Regions from separate parts of the Capsicum annuum genome. Here region 1 is linked to region 2. A link is a contact called in public Hi-C data. All regions are on one chromosome and are shown on one strand. The core of a region is the stretch at or near the end of the contact, and the rest is flanking DNA. Distances in the headings are between cores, read along the strand shown.

Evidence for each region. Hi-C and Micro-C count contacts between places; a contact is called where the count stands out from the background.
Region 1: a contact with region 2 is called in a Hi-C map of leaf, with 1.9 times the contacts expected there. The contact joins two enhancer-like sites. A contact is called at or near these places in 4 of 5 Hi-C or Micro-C datasets (bud, leaf and placenta).

Annotation. Positions count from the first base shown.
Region 1 is chr12:56,684,901-56,692,063 of UCD10Xv1.1, forward strand. LOC107850405 (protein HEAT INTOLERANT 4) reads right to left here. Exons shown (of 14, transcript XM_016694903.2): 11 at 6,890-6,952; 12 at 6,735-6,782; 13 at 6,472-6,600; 14 at 5,704-6,176. The coding sequence ends at 6,129. Among protein-coding and RNA genes, the nearest start is that of LOC107850405, 17 kb to the right of the region's middle. Within about 2 kb of position 5,236, at least 2 of the 5 cell types and tissues checked have an H3K27ac peak or open chromatin away from gene starts, as enhancers often do. A contact at or near this core is called in leaf, where this site is marked.
Region 2 is chr12:56,655,246-56,662,606 of UCD10Xv1.1, forward strand. LOC107850406 (a long non-coding RNA gene) reads left to right here. Exons shown (of 2, transcript XR_007048642.1): 2 at 3,557-3,845. Among protein-coding and RNA genes, the nearest start is that of LOC107850406, 6.2 kb to the left of the region's middle. Within about 2 kb of position 2,021, at least 2 of the 5 cell types and tissues checked have an H3K27ac peak or open chromatin away from gene starts, as enhancers often do. A contact at or near this core is called in leaf, where this site is marked.

The sequences.
Region 1 (7,163 bases), core at 3,986-6,485, 33 kb after region 2:
GGTATTTTATTAGTCACTGCCTCCCCTATCCTTTTGAAATGGTATTTATAAGCTCTACGTTGAGTCCGGTATTTTAAAAGATAAAGTATGATTCGAAGAACAAAGAACAATTAGGTACAATTTCAACAGAAAGTCACTCCATTACAAGTCTGTACTTTTCAATTTGAATGGATATTATATCCAAGAAATTGTAGCTCAACACACGATATATTAATTATTTTAATTAATTAGTAGTTGGCCAGTTAAAAAAATACACGTTATTAATGAATTGAAATTTATTAAATAAAAGAGCAAAACAGTCCCAAGAGGTAGATGGGACAGACATTTTAGACCCAATAAATAGACAGAAAAGACATTTAGGCCCAATAAATAGACGAAGGGCATGCACCATTTCACATAGTTGAAGGGCATTTTAGGCCCTTTTTACTTCACCTACATGAAAAATCAAAGACCAGGCATAAAATACCTCGTGCGTGAACTACCTAATCAAGTTTTCATTTTCTATGACTAGAGTTGTCAAAATGGGCTGGCCCAACCCAACCCAGCCCAAGCCTCACAGGCCAAAGAATTTGATGGGCTATGACGGACTGACCCTTCATTTTTAAGGGCCTTAAAATGTATAGCCCAAGCCAGCCCTAATAGGGTTGTAGGTTGGAACGGGCTAGCCCTTTATTTTTCTAAAAATTACCTATATACACAAGTTAAAGTTACATAATTACATTAAATTTCAAATTGGTAAAGTATTTACACAAATCCCAAAATAATTACAAAAATTCCCTTATTTAGTAATTTCTCTCTCCTTAATATTAGGGCTATATATCGGTTGATTCGGTTCGGTTTTGAAAATTATCGGTTTTACTTATTCATTATCGGTTTGTATATATGCTAAACCGTTAAAGAACCGTTAAGATATCAGTTTATCAGTTATCGGTTTATCGATTTTTCATTGTTATCGGTTCGGTTATTGGATTAACCATTAACATTAAATCAGTGCACAAAACATACTGCAAATTCCAAAAACCAGTGCAAATTCATGAAAACAGAAAATTAGTGCAAATCACTACAAATAGAAAATCAGTGTACAAACCAAAAACTGCAAATCAGTGTACATACATACTGCAAATTCCAAAAATTAGTGCAAATCCATGAAAACATAAAAATAATTGAAAATCACTGCAAATAGAAAAAGTGTACAAAACAAAAACTGCAAATCAGTGTACATACATACTGCAAATTCCAAAAATCAGTGCAAATCCATGAAAACATAAAAATAATTGAAAATCACTGCAAATAGAAAATCAACTAAAGTACATATAACAAAAATCCATCTATTTTTCACTTCAACTGACAATCATATCTAGTTCAACAATAATCCTAATATCCATAAAACAAAATTTCTTTGGAATATTTAACTTCATCAGAATCTTGATGGTTTTAAGGAGTATTCTATAGTCATATGCAGGAATTAAAGATAAAGCAGATTAGCAGAAAACATCTAAGAATGAAATCGAGCAAAAACAAAAATTCTTACCTGTTGAGTGTTGACCACTTGACTGTTGAGAGAGACTGAGAGAGGCTGAGGCGGTCTTTGACCCGATGAGCGTGAGTGAGGCAGACTACAGACAGATCGCAATTCGCAGATGTGAAAATTGAAACAATTCACAGCATGAGTGTCTGACTGAGGTAGATCGGAGTAAGAGTTCGCAAAAAAGACTTCTAACAGTCTTACCTAAGTAGTTATATAGCAGCTTGTTATATGCACTATGCAGATGGGACTCAGTGAATATCCTAGAGCAATCCAGCCCTTGAATGACGTTTTAGTAACAGTAAACGTTCCACGAGTATAATACATTGACGGTTGAGCCACCTTTTGCTTCAAAGAAGAAAACCAAGAAAGTTGAGGAGAAGATGGTATTGATGGGAAGGCGAAACTTCTAAGAAGATGAAATATTGAAATGAAATAGAAGTATGAAACCCTAACTACTCCCGCCTCTCTAGGTCTCTAAGTAGTAACTAGTAAGTAGTAAGTAGGTTTAGGGCCGTTTGGGAAATAGGAATTGGGCCTTTAGAGTTGTTTTGGGCCATTTTTGGTGAATTGGCCATGGGCACCTATAATGGATATACTGTCACTGTGCATTCCTTATCGGACTATCGGGTGGCTCGATAAGAAAATAAGCAAACTCAAGTCCCAAACCGATAACCTGTTAGTTGGAAATGTTAAACCGATAACCGACCTGATAGTGAAAAAACCCGAACCGTTAACCCGATAAAGTAATTATTGGTTCGGGTTAACGGTTTGAACCAAAACTTGCACAACCCTACTTAATATTATACATCCAAAAAATGTTGCCTTTTCCTCCCTCTTTTTCTCTCCTATTACAAATCAGTTTATCCTCCATTATTCAATCCCTTTTTTCATGCCTAAAATCAAGCAATCATACTTAGAGTTTACCATTGTAAGTTTTCAAACATTAATTGAACTTATTGATTTCATTCATTAATTTTATTTTACTTTTTTTAACTTCACCAAATCAAAAAGTCATGGATTTATTTGAGAAAACAAAGGTAAAAACATGGCGACGAACTATCAGAAGCTTCGAAAAATCTCAATTGGGTCATCATCATCAACAACAGAGCACAACGGGGGAAACATGCCACGAAAAATAAATCTTGTGAACAGAGCACAACGGTGTTTATTCAAACGATTGAATCAACGAAATCACTTACTCAATCTTCTGTAAGAATCTAAATCCTAATTATTTGATTATTTGATATTTTTTTATATTATTCTATTTCTAAAAAGCAATGGTCTTGCTCTGTTTTATATTTTTTTAATACTCTTTCAAAGATACGATTTTGTAATATCAAATTCTTCCAATATTCTTGGATCTAACTTTATGTTTCAAAGATTCTATTTTATATGTTTCAGTATTTTGTCTAACTATATGTTTGTTTTTTGTTGAAACAGGCTAGCTTTGTGGTTGTAAAGATAACTGCAATTTGTACACCGAGGCTACTCAAAAGAATAAGTAATTTGCTACGATGGGAAAATATTACTCGTCATTGCGTCCAAAGATGTAGATTTTATACATTATACATTACTTTATTTAACACACTTATGTATAATGTAAGTTTTTGTATATATAGAAAAGGCTGTTTTTATATTTAGTCGAATTATACAATTGTAATCTATGAATTTTGTATAAGGTTACATTATACATTCTGACAAGTTTATAGATAAATAATGTATAATGTTAATATTTTATATGTATGGTGTAACATTAAACATGCTTGAAGTTTTTATTTGAAAGTATAAGATATAATATATTAGGCATTATACATTAGTTATTTTGGAAGACTAATGTATAATATAAGTCTAATGATATATATTTTCAATATGTTATACATTAGAAGTTCTTATTACATTAGTTGTGTTTTATGTTGTATTTTACAGTTAAAAAGTCTTATTTTTATATAATTTTTCATTATACCTTCTGTCAAGCTTATAGGTCATACATGTTTAAAGTGAAAAATTTAGATGTGTAATATGACATTATACATTACTGCAGTTTATTTTTAAAATGTACAAGTTGCCCTTATACTTATTCTAATGTATAATATAAGCCTGAAGATATATATTTTAATATGTGATACATTAAAAGCCCTTATAAGATGCATTTTATGCTTTATGTGGTATTATACTGTTAGAATGTCTTATTTTTGTATAAATTTTCATTATACCTTCTGTCAAGATATATAGGTCATACATATTTAAGGTGAAAAATTTAGATGTGTAGTATGACATTATACATTACTCCAGTTTATTTTTTACATGTATAAGTTTTCCTCATAGATGTGAAATTGTTGTGTATTTTGCTTCATTTTTTTATGAATTTCGTCAACATTTAATTCCATCGCGATCGTAGCAATCAATTTCAAAAAGTTAATACTTTCTAAAATAATAATTGCATCACTTTTATAGAATTGATAAATGATTTTCAACTCCCAAATTTCGAAATGACGTAATAATATGGGGATGTTCATATTTTTTTCCGAGAATTGAAGAAAGACGAAGATGGATTTTATTTTATTTTTTCAAAAACATCATTAAAAATGAGGAAAACTAACAATGATGTTTAAGAGTTTTTTTGAATTTAAATTTCGGTTATTTTATTTAATCATACAAAACATAATTATAGGTAATTAGTAACTTTATTTAAGGGAATGAAAGATTTTATCTGATCACTCTTTGCATGAATGTAGGAGATTATGTTTTATCATCTTACCTTAAATATAGGATTAACTGTTTTATCATACATTCAAGCTACATATGATAGGCAGCCAAATGTATGAGTATATTTGCAAAATTTAGGAGAGAAAAATTAGAAGGGATTTTATGTAATTAGTTTCAATAGGTAGGGGATTTATGTTGTTTACACTTTATTTTACCAATTTTTTTATTAGATTTTCTTTTTCAATCTATATTTGAACTAATAGATATGGCAATCCATTCGCACTTCTAACATATTATTATATAAAGTATATAATTGTATGATGATTTATAATATTTTCAACACCAATACATTATCAAACACATTTGAATTCATTGATTACATTATCTTAATTAACATCAACATTCATCAAAATTCATATGCAAATTTAATAACTTGAACAATATCAACAAGTTAAATATCAAAAATTAATAATATTTAAAATTGACTTAAAAATATTATTGCTTTGAGTTTAGGTAATGTTGTGCAATTGATTTCGAGTAGCTGCAATAAGTATTTGAACATTTCATGGTGAATGCAATTTTTATATTTATGATTAGAAATTTTATATTTGCCATTTAATGCTAAATGAATAAAATATTATATAAGATACTAGGTAAAATTTATTGAGTAATTACTATTTATATTTTTAATTTTTTTTACTTACAATTTTCTTTAATTTTAAGTTTAAATTGAATAACAATAACAAATGAAACATCTATACTTGATAATTGAGGTTTTTAACACTTAATAAGTTAAATATTCTATAGGATATTAAACTTATTCAATAACTACTATTCTTAGTTATTACTTTTTCTTTTACAGTAATCATATATTTTTAATTTAAATTAAATAGTATTTGACCCATGAGCCGGCCCAATTCAACCTCAGTCAAGCCTCAAGGGCCAACGGGCTAACTTGGGCTGAGTTTATAAGCCCTAGTTTTAATTGGGCTCAAAAATCACAACCCAACCCTTATAGTGGGCTGGATTAGACCGGACTCAAGGACCAAGCCCATTTTTACGGCTCTGCCTATGAGATACAACAAACAAAACTATGATAATCGGATACATGCTCCATTACAGCACCAACAACCATTCAATCCTCTTAACTTTCACTGTACTCCATATTACTAGCTCATATTTGTATTTCATTTTGGATGGGAAAGAGAAGTATATCTTTGCAGTGTTCGTTAAAGATCTACTAGTAAGCTTTTTATCACAGTATGATACCTTTTTTGCTTTCTAGTTCACCTGTTCAACTATTTCATGGATATTCCTGTTCCATAAGGATTTCACAGCCTAAACAAACTTTGCATCCCATTAAAGATGTAAACACTAGTCTCAAAAGTAAGCGAGCAGTTATATGCTTCATATTTCAGCATTCAGTCAAGCTCATTTTATAAAATCACACCAGAAGAAAAATAACTCCATGAGGGGAAACCAGATATACCCTTCTTCCATTTGAAGCAAAAACATTCATAGTTCACCTGATCAAGTCGAACTAAGAACCAACTGCTAATTGCAGCTCATAATGTCTGCAGGGATACACATGATAACTTAACTAAGGATTACATTTGCATCCAAAATGAAATGAAAATTTCACAATGCAGACAAGAATTCATTGCCAAAATTTTTGACTGAACACTCTAGCTATAGGATTGAGGAAAAGTTACATTTTGCCTCTATGGATCTTTCTACATCCTTAAATAGTTCTGTAACTCTAATGGTTGCCGCAAAACACATACTAAGCTGAACAGTATGATTCCATCATCCAGCTCTGAAGTAGGCTTCCAAAAATACATGGTTTCAGACAGCAGTTATTTTCCCATTCTGAATATGCTCTCTGATGCATCATTCAGAAAACTTTGTGAGCCTTCCTGTAGTATCTGTTTATGAATGAAGACTGCAAAGAAACGCAATAGGTGAGAACCATGAATTTTATTGCCAACACATACTTAATAGCATATATTAAGTATTTAACATATCAATTAAACATGAGATGTCATTGTAATATTGTTACACTCGAACATAAACTTAAATTCTTCAACATCAACAGTTTAATCATAAAAGTACATCAAATAGCTAGTACCTTTTTTTTCTTTTGGGGGGTGTATGCGCTCTGTGTGTCAGTCTCAGTCTGTGTGTGTGGGTGGGGGGGTCCTATATAAGATAATTAAGACTACAAACACAATACTTACCTTGACCTGAGATACATCAGGAGCATCAGGTGAGGTCACGGGATAAAATTTGTAAAATTTCATACTCTGAAATGCAGCTTTCGCTTCTTCACTCATATCCTGTATAGCCTTTTTCCTGGCTTCTCTAGCCTATACCATAGTAAATTTAGAGTCATGATCATAAGCAAATCAAGTATAACATGAAAAAAGATACTAGGGCTGCAAACCATCAGCATTGCCACGGAAAAGGAAAATAGGATTCCAACAAATTTCTCAAAATATACCTCTCGGTTGCTCCTCTTTCCTTCTTTAACTTTCTCCTTCACAAATTCCTAGAATTATAAAGATGATACACACAAATTTTATAATTTTTTAGTAAGGTATATATTTTATTGATGAATAATGAGACTTGTTATTTGATATCACAAAGTAACATTACCACAAATTCATCTTTTTTATCTGCGGCCAACTCCTCTGCCTCAATAAATTTGTCTGCCATTTCCTACAAATTTCATCACTCAAGTTAATAGATGGTAGAATGGTTTGAAAATACAGAGGCATATACAGATTAGTGCGACTTCAAACTGGCAAAACTTGCATGACTTGAACCAATAAAGGAAATGCTGATCTACCTCTTTACTTCATACTGGAAAGTTTACAGTTTTAGTAAAATGAAAATTCTTATCTCACTAAGTCAATTCAACTTAAAACTA
Region 2 (7,361 bases), core at 771-3,270:
CTCTTTTGGAAATAATTCTTCTAGAAAACGAGTGTTCCATCTTCCTTCATCGAATAATTGGTTCACATTTTCTGCTTGATGAACATCAGAACTAGTGATTGGTAAGTAGCGATGTAGTGCCCCAAGTTTGTCCAATTATCATTCCAAATATTAGAATGTCTACACGTAGGTTCCCACCATATCTCTTGATCAACATAACTTTGGATCCAATTATATATTTCCATGTTTGTGAACCCTCTCTACATTCAACCACCTGAGGTGTATACCTTTTTTAATATTTGTTCCACATGAATATAGTCCATGTGGATTTCTATGTTCTGAAAATCCATCACAGTTTGGCAAATAAAACTTTAAAATTATCAATTAGTGACCTAAATCCAAGTCCACATTCATCGTTTGCCTGCAAATATCAGTCCAAGAAACCCAACGCTTGTTTTTGCCTACCTTCTTGAAACTTCATATAAATCTTGAAAAAAATCTATGTAAATTAGGGATGACACATTTAGGAGGAATTACTACAGACAATAGGTATATACGGATTGTATTTAACATATTATTGATCAATACAGATTTATCTCCAAAAGATAAATTCTCTCTTTCCAAGACTGAAGCTTATTATTTACCTTTTAGATCAGCTCTGAAAAATTTATTTTCCTCTTTATTGCATGACCGGTCTTCCACTTCCTGAGTGATAGCATTTGTTGTTTTATCATGGATATTAAAAGAACTTTTTTATTTATTAATCTTCTGCCCTGACTATTGTTCATATTCCTCCAATGTACCCATCACCAATTGCAAAGATATCTTATCGGCTGACACAAATAAAATAGTGTCATTTGCATAAGCTAGATGGTTAATTTTGTCACTTCATTTTGGCTTTCCAAAGCCCTTGAGGTCCTTCTTATTAAATAAAGAGTTCAATGCTCTAGCAATCACTTCTGCAAATAAGATAAACAGTATAGGGGATAAAGAATCTTCTAGTTTCATACCTCTTATAGAATGAAAGAAACCATAGAATTGAACATTTATAAAAGTTAAATACTAGTTATTAACCACCAGCCTCCAGATCATATCTACTACTTTGTGATCAAAACCCATTTTTCCAGCAATCCACTATATCGTATTTTTTTAGCCATGTCAAGTTTTATCACTACATTAGCATAATTGGCCCTGTTTCTAATGTCAGTAATGATTTCTTGATACCAAAGGACATTTTGAGTGAAGTTTCTTCCTTTTACAAAACCAGATTGGTTTTATTAAAATCGGCATAGGAAGATGTGTCTCAAGTCTATTATGAAGCTCTATAGATATCACCTTGATAAGAAAATTACTTGAAATAATCGGTCTCATATTTGTCAAACACTGAACAATGTATTTTTTAGGCAACAAGACTAATATCTTTAAAATTCAAGCTATAATATTAGAATCATTCTTCAAGCATATATACAATCAGAAATAGTAATTTGGTAGTATGATGAGTGATTTAGACATGAATTAAGGCCACAAATAGTTCCTAGCTCATGGCCAAGTTGAAAACTTCCTTACTGATTGACTTTTTGTGTAGGATCTCTCTATAGTCAACTTCAAATGAGTTTTACTTATAGAATATTAGAAATTCTGAATCTCAAGATCCACCAAAAAAATCTCCTTGAATCTTCTTTCCAACACATCTAATTTTATCTTAACCCGATATCGGAGTAAAAGGTTATGACCATTTTAGTAAAGTACTATCAGGTTGTCCAAACATACAAGCTGTCATACGAACCATGTGACTGGGACCCGATCCATATGTGGTCCAACACACGAATCCTGGTGCAATTTTTCAACAACTTTTTTTTATGTTTACTAAAGGTTTTTTTGGTCATTTTTCAAGATTTTTAGCCCAATATCAAGTCATTTTAGGATATTTTGAGGCATGATATCCTATTATTATTCTGTTTTCTCCCTCATAACAATGACCAAGCTCCCAAACTCTGCCAAAATTCTCTCAAGGCAATAACATTTGATTTTCTCCTCAAGCTCAAGAAAAGTCAAGTTTCCACCAAGTTCTTCGATCAAAAAGCTTCATAATCAGGTATGCATATATTCAATAAGGGATTCCTTTCACCTTTATGTCCAAAGCTAGTTTTAAAATATGATTTTTTGCAATGATTTCTATGAACTCGTGATCTAGAGTTAATACCCAATTATTCTAAATTCTTGAAATTTTATTCACTCACGTTATTTTATTATTATGGTTCCCATTCAAAATGATTATGCATGATTCATGGATTTAACTCAATTATTTTAATACGTGAAGAATTACGCATTTTTAATAGATTTCAACCTCATTTAGAATGAACTATGCATGTGGATTTCAGTCTATATTAGTTGACATGCCATTTTTTTCATGAAATTTATTATCTTTACAGACTTTTCATTTTAAGAATCCTTAGTATATTGATATTCAGTATTTTGGACTTGTGCTATAAAATTTTTCTTTTTTCTTCCAATTAATAAATTGTCATTATTAGTTGCATTCTTCAGAGAAAGTGGGTTATGAACACATGATGACTTAGGATATCATGTATTGTCAGTTGAATACTCAGTCCTTCAATTTTCATGATTTAGAATGCTTTTAGATAAAGCGCTAATACTTAAGTCTCAGTACTTCAGTATTATGGAGTTATTCATTATATCAACTTATATTCAGTTGGAAGTAGTACTTAGTACCGAGCGAATGAATGGATGAAGGAGCGAATGAATGGATGAAGGCTCACCCGTCAGTTAAGCTGAGACCTTTAGTAAATGTCCCTAAGTCCTAGAACTATGGTGCTAACGTAGGTTATAAGAGGTTATCAATCAGACCAGACTTGACATCTTAGTTCTTTTGGACATCAGTTTAGTGGTACCATATCAAATCAACCTTTATACTCTGACAAGGTATATTGGATCCTTTTTTATGAGGATTATACGTCGAACTCCATGTTTAGCTCACATGGTTATATGTCGGTTAACAGTAACTCTCATGGTTCAAACTCAATTATTGCATGATCTTGTATTCAGTTTATTCAGTACAGTATTGCATACATGTTTATTGACTTGGTCATTGCATCAATTCATATCCCACAGTTTCAGACTAGTATTTGTACATGACCCTCAATTCAACTTTCCTTGCTTTTAACTATGACTTTTCAGCTTATCATTGCATATTAGTATTTGTGTATTTCATATAGGGTCATTGTACTTCAGTTCAGCTTCTTTGCATTCAGTTAGCATTCAGTACAACTTTATAACATGTTCAACACCAGTTTTAAATCATATAAAATATTTATGCTTCTACATCTTTTCAATTTTGAGAAATATTTTAGCTAATGATTCAGAGATTTTACTATTTACTATGCCTCGCAGGTTTTACATATAAACATATTTTAAGTACTTATTTTAGTAAATGGTTTATATCCTCAATTTAAAGCAAGTTTTAGTGTTTTCATGACTAGTGGATATCTCACATATTCAGTACATTCAAAAATACTTATTGCATACTTCTTTTGTCTATATTTTTTATGTGATGTAGATTCAGGTGCTTACTATCAGGATCCTAGTAAGGCAAATCACAGCATCCAGCCAGCAGGTGATAAGTTCTCTTATTTTTAGGACTCAAGTCAGTTGTAGATCCATTATTTCATTTGTATTCATATGTATTGATTAGGGATAGTTGGGGGGCTACGTCTCGGCTTCTTATAGTCGGTATTAATAGAGGCTTCATAGATAATTTGCTAGATTTGTCGTATTAATTTTTTTTTAGATCATAGAGGTTGTAAATAAACTTTCTAATAGTAGATGTATTAATCAAGTTTATTCCATGATTATACTTTCACTCAGTCAATTTAGCCCTTATTTATGTTTTAGTCAATTGCTCATGTATTATGTCAGTACTACGGTTTAGTATGTGATCTCTTATAGTTCTAAGCACCATGTTATGATTAAGGGTAGTCTCGAGTCATGAAAAACATGGTATCAGAGCTAGAGTTAAAGTTTCTTAGGATGTCTGTGAAGTTATAATAAGATCTCAAGATTACAAGATAGTCCTCAAATTAAAAGAAGTTTTGAATGATGTAAACTTATCCCCAAAGGGCCTCTCTTAGTCTCTCCAGCATATATCTACTAAAAAGGGACTAAAGGGTATTTATAGATTATGAGAAATCCTAGAAATTAAATCCTAAATAAAATAGGAAAACTCTACTAAACATACATAATAAGGACTAAAAACATCATAGGAGTGTATGTAGGTTACATGGAAACCCTAGAAAATAATTTCAAAATGATCCAGAAAAATTAGGTGTCCTTAGTAAGTGACAGAGTTCTATTTCCTGCTTATAAGCCCCTGGCCTTCAAGTTCTGACACCTACTTAGATCACCTACGCCCTTTAAGTGGCACATACAGAAACACCTTAGGTTTCGATCCTTGGAAATTTCCTGAGTTTTGAATTCACTGTCCTTGTAACGACTCACTATACGAGTTGTATGGTGTGGGTACAGGTCTAGGGACCCTAGGTGTATGTTGGTTAGTGTGTTGCTGACTAAGCTCTATCCTTAGTATAGTAGACTCAATACGAGTTGTATGCTGATGTAACAAGAGGGTTGAGTCCAATCTCATCTAGTCCAGTATCTAGCCCTTGATGTTCTGTTTAGGGTACGAGTAGATGGTACTAGTCGTATGATATGGTGACGGGTTGGGCATGTGAGTCATATGTTGGACCGAATATGATGTCTAAATTTCTGACCTAGTGATGACTTGAGGGTACCACTCATATGTTGTGGTGACGAGTTGGAGCGTCTACTCGTACCCATCTGCGAGTTTTCTACTGTTTTAAGTGGGGATATTCTTGACATTTCCCCTCTTAACTCCTTTTAAACCCACGACGTAAAACATGTTAGTGGCTATATTAACCTATTATTCTCATTCAAACACTCTTAAAATCTCTCTCAAGCTCTTGGTTCAAGAAAAGGCTAGGATTTCTATAAGGCAATCAAATAGGGGATTTCAAGAGTGAATCCCTCAGTTTTCCTTAGCGTCTAAGGCATGTTAATCCTCCCTCATTGCTATTTCAACTAAAAGTATGTTTTTAACAATTGTTTTTCATGGTATTATTATGGTATTATTTTTGTTTTGAAATAGATGTTGGGGTTTTGGTTGTTTATGGTTGGATAATGTTTTCCTATGTATTACTTATGGTTTTTCATGTTATAATTATGGTTGAACATGTGGTTGTATGGGAATGGTAAATTAATACTTGGTTTTGGTTTTGAAAATTATATGTTTTCAATACATTTGTTAAAATGCCAATGAGAATGATTTTGTCACATAGTTTGACTATTCTTAAAATCTTTACATTGCATGAAAAGTAATGGAACTTAAATTGGTTTGGTTGGTTTTAAATGGTTTGGAAAGGACTTAATGGCCAGGGTTTTGGTTAAATTGGAAACTTTAAAGTCAACATGGTTTAATGGCTTTGGTATGGCATAAAAGGATAGACTTGTAAGCTCTAATTTTGGTATGACGATACCAATAGTTAATGCCTAATTAAAAGACTCCTTGTTAAATGGTTGGAATGTGTAAATGGTTTTAATATGGGCTTAAAGGGGGTTATGTTAGCAAAGCCATGGAAGGTGGAGGTCCCGGGGGGGCTAATACTAGAAACTCATGTTTGCCGATGTGAGGTTTGATCATGATGGCCATGTGCATGATCTCACCCTTATATTTTGGGATATGTACTAGTCATATCATGTTTTATTCTTTGGTTCATGCGTCTAACAAGATCGGGGCCCTTTCAGTAGGGGGAGCTGAACCTACATAACCCATGGGTTATTTTAGGACGACAAAGCTACACAATCCAGGTAAAATGTTTTAAATGCATGCTAAACTTGGTTCCCTTTCCTGTCATGATATATATATATGTGTGTATATATGTATGCATATGATTCCATAGGGTTATTTACTTTGGTTTTGAATAATGGCATTATTTTAATCTTATTCCTAAAGACATGCTAGCATTCACTCTGCTAACCATCTTTGGGTGCTATATCCCTATGTGATGCAACAATCGGCCATATTACCATCCCTCATGCTCAGTGACTTGGATACGGGGACAACTTTGTGCTAGATTGAAGTGGTGAGCTTTACTCAGGAAGGCTTCATTTTATACTAGGGACTTCTTTTATTTTTGTTATTTCTTTGGTTTGGTTTTGGATATGGTCGGGAGCATGTCCCGATCAAATGTTATTGATTATGGATAAAGGCTTTGTCAGATATGGCATGGGCGGTGTCGGTATTGGCGTCAGCCTTGGTATTGGTTTTGGCATTAGGGTTGACACCGGTTGGACATTTGATCAAAATTTTGGTTGGTTATAGTTATGGACTTCATTAAATGTCTTTGAATTATTGTTGATTTATCTTGTAATATGTTCAAAATTCATCCGACATAGGATACATGGCGGTTATGGTTGGGTGTTGGGGAAGGTCTCCGATCCTTGTCAAACTTGAGATGCCTGACACGACTAGTCCATGGTTTGGGTCGTGTCAGATTGGTATCAGATTCCTAAGTTCATGGTCAAATGGGGTTTCTAACAAAGTCGTGTCGAGTAGAGTCTCTTTTAAGGGTATGTAGCTTGCCACCCTCAAAGGGAGAGACTATAAGGCATTTAGGAATATTTTCTTTCTTATGTTCTATTTTCAAGATGTAGAGTCTAAGGTATTGAAATCTTCTTTAATTCTCATTTGTTCGCTTTTCAGATCATACCTCCTCGAATAACTGAAGCTCACAAAAACTCCTCTGTCTCACTCGAGGACAATGTTAATGGGACCCTTCCTACTTATGAGGTCCAGTTTATGATTATCCTCTTGGAGCTCCACCAGTTCCCTCTAGCCCTTCTTGAGCTCCTCAGGCTGATGTGACGAATGCTGAGTTTTGTCAGTCTATCCATATGTTGGCATAATTAGAAGCCTCTCAGGCCAATCATGGTGCTTCTATTACTCCATCTTCTGAGGCCACAATGGTTGGCCAGTTTATAAGTTTGAACCCTCATGTGTTCGCTGATGTTAAGGTTGAGGAAGATCCTCAAGCTTTTGTGGATGCTATCGAAAAAATCTTCTGTGTTATGCATTCTACCAATGTGAAGGGTGTGGAATTTGTTGCCTATCAATTGAAAGATATAGCATACCAATGGTATAAGGAATAGGAACAAACTAGGGATGACGATGCTGAGTTGGCCATGTGGGATGATTTCTGTAGAACTTTTCTGGACCGTTTCTTTCCTTAGGAGTTGAGTGAAGTGAAGGTGGAAGAGTTTGTTAGCCTGAAGGCAAGATGTCGGTCAAG